Regions from separate parts of the Mus musculus genome. Here region 2 is linked to region 1. Evidence: chromatin contacts called from public HiChIP or PLAC-seq data. All regions are on one chromosome and are shown on one strand. Each heading gives the region's core, a stretch centred on a gene start, on an enhancer-like site or on the middle of the called end of the contact. The rest is flanking DNA. Distances are from core to core; before and after follow the strand shown.

Evidence for each region. HiChIP or PLAC-seq counts read pairs in DNA pulled down with a chosen protein or histone mark.
Region 2: a RAD21 HiChIP or PLAC-seq map of pro-B cells shows a contact between it and region 1, with 9 times the contacts expected there. The contact joins two enhancer-like sites. A contact is called at or near these places in 2 of 15 datasets of contacts at CTCF or cohesin (large pre-B cells and pro-B cells), 8 of 484 Hi-C or Micro-C datasets (B cells, Th1 cells, bone marrow-derived DN3 thymocytes and 3 more) and 4 of 115 datasets of contacts at active chromatin or transcription factors (CD8 T cells, Th17 cells, embryonic stem cells and 1 more).

What each region holds. Positions count from the first base shown.
Region 1 is chr15:9,453,733-9,457,067 of GRCm38.p6, reverse strand. The region is part of intron 1 of Capsl (calcyphosine-like); the gene reads right to left. Among named protein-coding and RNA genes, the nearest start is that of Capsl, 19 kb to the right of the region's middle. Within about 2 kb of position 1,622, at least 86 of the 459 cell types and tissues checked have an H3K27ac peak or open chromatin away from gene starts, as enhancers often do. A contact at or near this core is called in pro-B cells, where this site is marked.
Region 2 is chr15:9,860,125-9,863,459 of GRCm38.p6, reverse strand. No RefSeq gene overlaps it. Among named protein-coding and RNA genes, the nearest start is that of Spef2, 110 kb to the right of the region's middle. Within about 2 kb of position 1,484, at least 10 of the 459 cell types and tissues checked have an H3K27ac peak or open chromatin away from gene starts, as enhancers often do. A contact at or near this core is called in pro-B cells, where this site is marked.

The DNA.
Region 1 (3,335 bases), core at 373-2,872:
GTGTGTGCTCTATATTATTTTTATTTATAATGCTCCATATGCCTTTGACTCAACATTTAAAATTCTCCAACTTGGATTAAATGCTAACCTCTGTTGCTTTTGTTTTCATTGTGTTTCTCAATATGAATGCTACTGATGCTTAGCAGTAACTCATATATTCCCTTTAGGAGGTTAATAGCCTCAATACCTAACAAGGTTTATAAGAAAATTGATAAACCAATTCTCTCCCCCTCTCTGTCTCTGTCTCTGTCTCCATCTCTCTCTCTCTCTCTCTCTCTCTCTCTCTCTCTCTCACACACACACACACACACACACACACACACACACACACTCACACCTTTCTCCATTTGTTTTTGTTTGTGTAATAAATATTCAGATATAGAAGAAGGTAACCTGGGCAGTCCAGACTTAGTTCGCACAGCTCTTACTTCAGTGGAAAAAGCCCAAGACCAAAATCCTAGAGACCTGATTTCTGACAATATCATGATGTCACTGACATCACACCCCACACTAAAGTGTTTCTGAATCCAAAAGACCCTTTGAGCACAACATATGTCAGGTTGGACTTGGCCTACAAAGGAGTCCTTTAAACCTATTCATGGTGAATATGAGCTTACCCCCCAAAGTCTCCACTATTCACTGCTTATGACAATATGGACCAGAGAACACACAGCACCAGGATCTGCTCAGCATCTGATGAGGGACACAGCAGGCATCACATACCACAGCAGGAGCATGCTAGCTCCAGGACCCTTTGCTCTTTTGTCAAGCCATACTATAGTCAATATGGAGATCCCACCTGTAGACTTCCTTTAACTTTAATTTTTATCTCAGAGATCCTACTCAAAAGTGCTATTGATGCATGAAAGGTGGGTGCACATTAGGAACAGGAACCAAAGTATAGATTGGTAAAATAACTTTCCTGCAAGTGGCCTCAAACAGCAGACATTGGACTTTTGAGTCTTAGCAGAACTCTTTCTCTTCCACCATGTGTATCAGCATGTAAGTGAATTTTTCTGGCACTTTCTTATGCAAAATAAAAACAGAGTTTGGGAAGAGCAGATACTGGGAATTGGGACTCTGCCTACTTCTGCCTTCTGAGGCCAATTCTACCAGGGATGATGTAAGCTGATATCTCTGAATATGACTTGATAAATTCAGGGGGGAAATTATAGCCAAGCATGGTGTTTGAAATGCCCATATTAACCATCCTTCTCCATAATTTGGTCCCTCAACTCATCGACAAACAACCAATATTTACTACGTTATGTCCTCTTTTCAATGTACCATCTCAGGCCAGGAGGAAAGAGGGGTACCTGAAAGAACCACGCTCTTAATTTGAATTCTGAGGCCTAATATTAAAGCAGAACAGGACAAAAAAAGTTTTCAGGACCTGGGGTTTGAAAGAAAGGCAGGATAGAGTCCTATTTCTGATAAAGAAATACACACTCAAGAGATCTGAGGTTTCAATGGCACATGCAGCCTCTGGATACAATATCATGATGTCACTGACATCACACCCCACACTAAAGTGTTTCTGAATCCAAAAGACCCTTTGAGCACAACATATGTCAGGTTGGACTTGGCCTACAAAGGAGTCCTTTCTGACGCATGTGACCACAGCACCACCATGTGTTGGCTCAGCATATGTACAGTTCTCTCATCAGAGGCACAGTTCTGTCCATGTCTTCTATGGATGTCTGAGAGATTCATTACCTCTAACCAGTTTGCTAGGTGTGGGGCAACGGAGGACACAGATGGCCTGGAATCCCCCTCTAGTTCCATGACCGAGCTATCCAAGGACGCAGATATCACAGCCCAGCACACGGACTTTCTGAGGTGTCACAATGCCTACATTTTACTCATAATAGAAGGTAAAAGTTATCAAGGCTAGAGCTATGAGACTCTGACAAGGCAGAGCACCATATATTTTAGACGATTGCTGTACCACATGCTTTGGACAAAGCAGAAGAGTAAATAACATAAGTGGACCAATCTTTATTTTCATTCCCTTTGTATGTGTCCATGGACATGTATGTCACATGTGTAAGGGTACACAAGGAGGACAGGAGAGAGCTGGACGCTCTGAATCTGGTTGTGGGTAGGTTTGAGCTGCCTGACATGAGTGTTGAGATCTGACCTAGGGTCTTCTGGAAGGGCAGCAAGTGGTCTGAACTGCTGAACCAAACCATGGAAGGCTGGTGGAGACTGAAAGGAAGTGTTGGAAGGAGAGATGGGGAAAGTATAAAACCAGCCAGGTAACTGACTTCCAATTCAAAGGAGCTTAGGATGAGACTAAGGGATGAAGGTGGACTACAGTGCTTACAAAAAGGAAAGAACAGTGATGTAGAGAACCCTGTGGGTGAATTGAAGAGAAGGTACAGAAGATAAGGTGTGCGACCAAGTGGAGCCTGGTGCATCCAATATGACAGCTGGACCCTTTGGACAGTGATGAATTCATTTAAAATGGCAAGTGACTGAACTGGGAGTTTGAGGGGAAGGGAAGACTAGGGTTACAAAGCTGTTGATTGCCTCTACCTCTCCCTACCCTCGCCCAGCTACACACACAATGGCAAGTGAAGGGGATATCCACAGAGCAGCAGAAGGCAGTGACTGGGAGATCTGGAACAGAGGCTGAGTGGAGTAGCCAGCCACAAAGGAGACTGGTGCACTGGGGCCAAGCTGGCTTGCTCACTCCATCGCTCTTTTGTACAGTTGGCTGCTGCCCCTGACAGAGTTCTCAGCCAGGATTTCCAGCGTTCTTGTCGGATGAGATGTGGAAAGTTGCAATTGCAGGGATCTGCTTCTGAGAGCATGTCTTTTTCTTGTTTTCTTTTCTTTCTTTCTTTTTTTTTTTTTTTTACAATAAAGATAAATTTATTTTGACTATCACGTGAAAAGAGAAAAGAATGATATGTGTCATAAGGAATTTTTTAAACATACAGAAAGATAGATGGACAAATGAATAGATGAATGGATAATAGATAGATAGATAGATAGATAGATAGATAGATAGATAGATAGATAGATAGATAGATAAAAGAGACAGAGACAAATGTGTCTTCCTTTTATCTTTACTATTTTCCTGCTCAAGAAAGCAAACATGTGTCCTTTCCTATAACCTCAGATTTTTTTCTTTTATTTAAAGTTCATGATTCTTATTAGTCTTCCTTCTCCAAACTTCACACACAAGTTTATCAAGTCTATTCTGCATTAATCTTCCTTCCTTCCTTCCTTCCTTCCTTCCTTCCTTCCTTCCTTTCTTCCTTCCTTTCTTCCTTTCTTCTTAAAGGTTCTGTTTAGGCTTACCTGTAGGGAATAAAGATTCAATAAGG
Region 2 (3,335 bases), core at 235-2,734, 410 kb before region 1:
AGCATATTAAAATAGTAACGTTCCCATTTTGCTATTTTAATTGATTCACCTTATTTTCTTAGCTTCTTTCGCCCTTTTCCTGCTACCATTGTGATTATGAGCAGCCTCAATTGTGCTTGAGATTTTACATTCATTTTATTTATCAAATTATTTGTTTACCTTCTATAAGTTATGATTCAGAAGACATTTAATTACAGAGGCGGTAATGCTTACTATAATATACATGACACAGTATCATCAGAGATCTCCCTGGGGAGAGAAATTCTATGCCCAAGCATGTTTTATGCACATCTCTATTGGCAATCTTTCTCTCTGCTGTTTTGCCCTCTGAGGTAGCACTTGTATTCTACTTCCTCATGTGTGACAGAAATATTAGTGTGAGGAGTAATGGAGTCACTACATATTCACACGTAACATGTTGCTACCAAACGTCAAGCTCAAAACAATATACTTTTATTACCAGACCTTTGACAGCTGCTTGTTCTAAGCCAGAGAATAATAAGGTATGGCAGTCTAAAGAGTAGCTTGAAATGAATGAAGGACTTTGAAGATTTATGTGGTCTGCAGAGTTTTGGTTTTTGGTTTGTTTGTTTGTTTGTTTGTTTGTTTGTTTGTTTTTTTAAGGTCTTTTGTGGAGCGAAGTTCTCTATTCCTCATTAGGTGTTGCCTAGTTATTGTTCCTCTGAGCATCTTCCTAGGGTGCCTTCCAAGATGGAACTAGTGAATTGGAAAAGGGTGTATGGTGTGGTGTGGTGTAGTGTGGTGTGGTGTGTGTGTGTGTGTGTGTGTGTGTGTGTGTCTGATGTGTGTCAGGACAATGAAGCCACAGAGCACTTACTTCATTGAATCTCACAGCTGATGCACCTTTACTCCTGTCCTGTTATTTTGGTCACACAAACCAAGGTTGATACAGAGAAGACAACACTATGGTGAAAATGAGTAGTGAGACTGTTGGAACATGATTCCCATGGACATCACTTGAAAGTTTACCGTATCTTCATATTGTCCCTTGAAAGCAAGAGTTGTCACATGATCTTTTGATTTTTTCCTGACCCCAGCTGACACAGAACTGATGAGAATGGGATCGACCCTTTTAATTTTCTTCCACAGTTATAGAACCTTGGTTTAGAATAATAATAACAAGTGAACTCAGAAACTGTGAAGATAGGAAGAATATTATTTCAGAGAATTTTAGGAATTGCCATTTAAGTGTAAGTTCAGAGAACTGAATCCATTTCTGATGAAGGCCAATGTGGGAATTTACATGTTATGAAGGAACGTGGGCTACGTGACTAGAAGTTAAGTAATTAAAAAGAAAGAATGTATAAACACAACAAGAGACTCCATAAAACAGGATCCTGATAACCTCTTGATATGCATCGTGAGTCTCAGCCATGAGGAAAAGATCAGGTTTAGGTCAGTCAGGTCCAGATGTGTGTTGTCAAGGGTGGAGGTGACTGGCAATGTTTACATTTCATACCACAGCTGGATGGTTGCTTGGTTCCCTTTTCTAACTGCCTTCCAACTCCAAAGGCTCTTTCACTCTTACAGTCATAATTTTTCATTTATTTCCACAAAGACAAAAAAAAAAAAAAGCCCTCTGTGATCCCATGTGTATTAAACCAAAATAAGACACCATACAACACGAATGGGCAATTGAAAGAGTAAATCGGACTGTTTTTCAAAGAATCCAAAGTTGTATGAAATAAGATTTGTTTTTTAGATTACCTTCTTCATAAAAACAAAACAAAACAAAACAAAAAAACATCTATCTTGACAGTATCTGGAAGGTTCTTTTTTTTTTTTTTTTTTTTTTGGTTTTTCGAGACAGGGTTTCTCTGTATAACCCTGGCTGTTCTGGAACTCACTCTGTAGACCAGGCTGACCTTGATCTCAGAAATCCGCCTGCCTCTGCCTCCCAAGTGCTGGGATTAAAGGCGTGCGCCACCACTGCCCGGCACTGGAAGGTTTAAGCAGTCAAATTTCAACAATTATCACTGAGGCTAAAGCTCTATGCCTGGGGCTTTTGAGAAGGGTGCTGGTCTGCAAACTTCAAACTCTTGAGATTCAGGGCTACTGCAAAGCTCTCACTGAATGTTACTCTTGTAATGTTTGGAACTACTTGAAATGACATAAGAGTGAGATTTATGTAAAGTAACACAAAAATTTGCAGTTATTCAAGTAATGGTGGTATTCTGTTTAACTATGGTCATGTCAGATCCTCAGTGTCCTCTGACATTAGTTGCTTCATAGTCCAGTTCGTGCCTTCTACCACTGTGAAGACCTTTTACAGATATACATCCATTTTTTTCTAAAAACACTGAAGGAAATCACAGTAAAGAGCAGACACACAGTACCTTACAACGAAAAATAAACCTATAGCAATTACATAGATCAACACTTCTGCCTAAAGGGTAGTACAAGAGTTGGGTGGGTCATTAATCCTCATTTCTTTTCTGGAGAAACCAAGTTTGGATTCTAAAACATACATGTCAGCATGCAGACATCCATTACTCTGGTTCCATAGTATCTACTTCCATCTTATGCTCTCTGTGGGCAACAGGCTCACACACTATAAACACATATATACAGGTAAAACACTCATTTTCACAAAATTAGAAAAAAACTAAAAATGAGATGAATATATATATATATATATATATATATATATATATATATATATATATTGAGTAGAGTTGCATGCAGTTTGTTAAAAGTAGAAGGTCACTCAAGGAAAGAAGAAGACATTGAAGAACATGGGTTTGCCTTCTCAAATAAGAGTCTTAACTTAAATAATTTATCAGAAGCTCTAGGAAAGAGAAATAGAATAGGTTGGTAGCTATGGGTAAACAAGAGTGGGAATGTGAGACTCAAATGGGAAGGGGGAAGGAATAGGGAGTGTAGGAGGGACTAGAGAGAGGGACAGCTAAGACTAAGGGCCTTTTGAGGGATAATGTGGAAACCTAGTGGAGTAGAAGCTTCATGTGTATGTATGTGTGTGTATATGTGTGCATAATTTCTATGTCTACGTCTATGTAGGAAATCTAAATGAAAGAGAATGAGGGGGAGACAGAGCCCCAACAGGAAATCTCTCATCTTAAAAAAAAAAAAAACATTTCCAGTAGCTGAGAATGGATTATGTCTAATCAAGTTTTTGACCAAAGGAGTCCCATAGCAATCCCTACACAATCCACACTATTGCCAAGGATCTTGGTTGCTCTCCACGAACTGATGGTAAGGCCCCATTACTGAAGATAACACTTACACAACTCACTGAACAGTGGCACTGGTGCCTACTTAGAACTGTACCCCAACTGACTAGTGTTTATGGTACC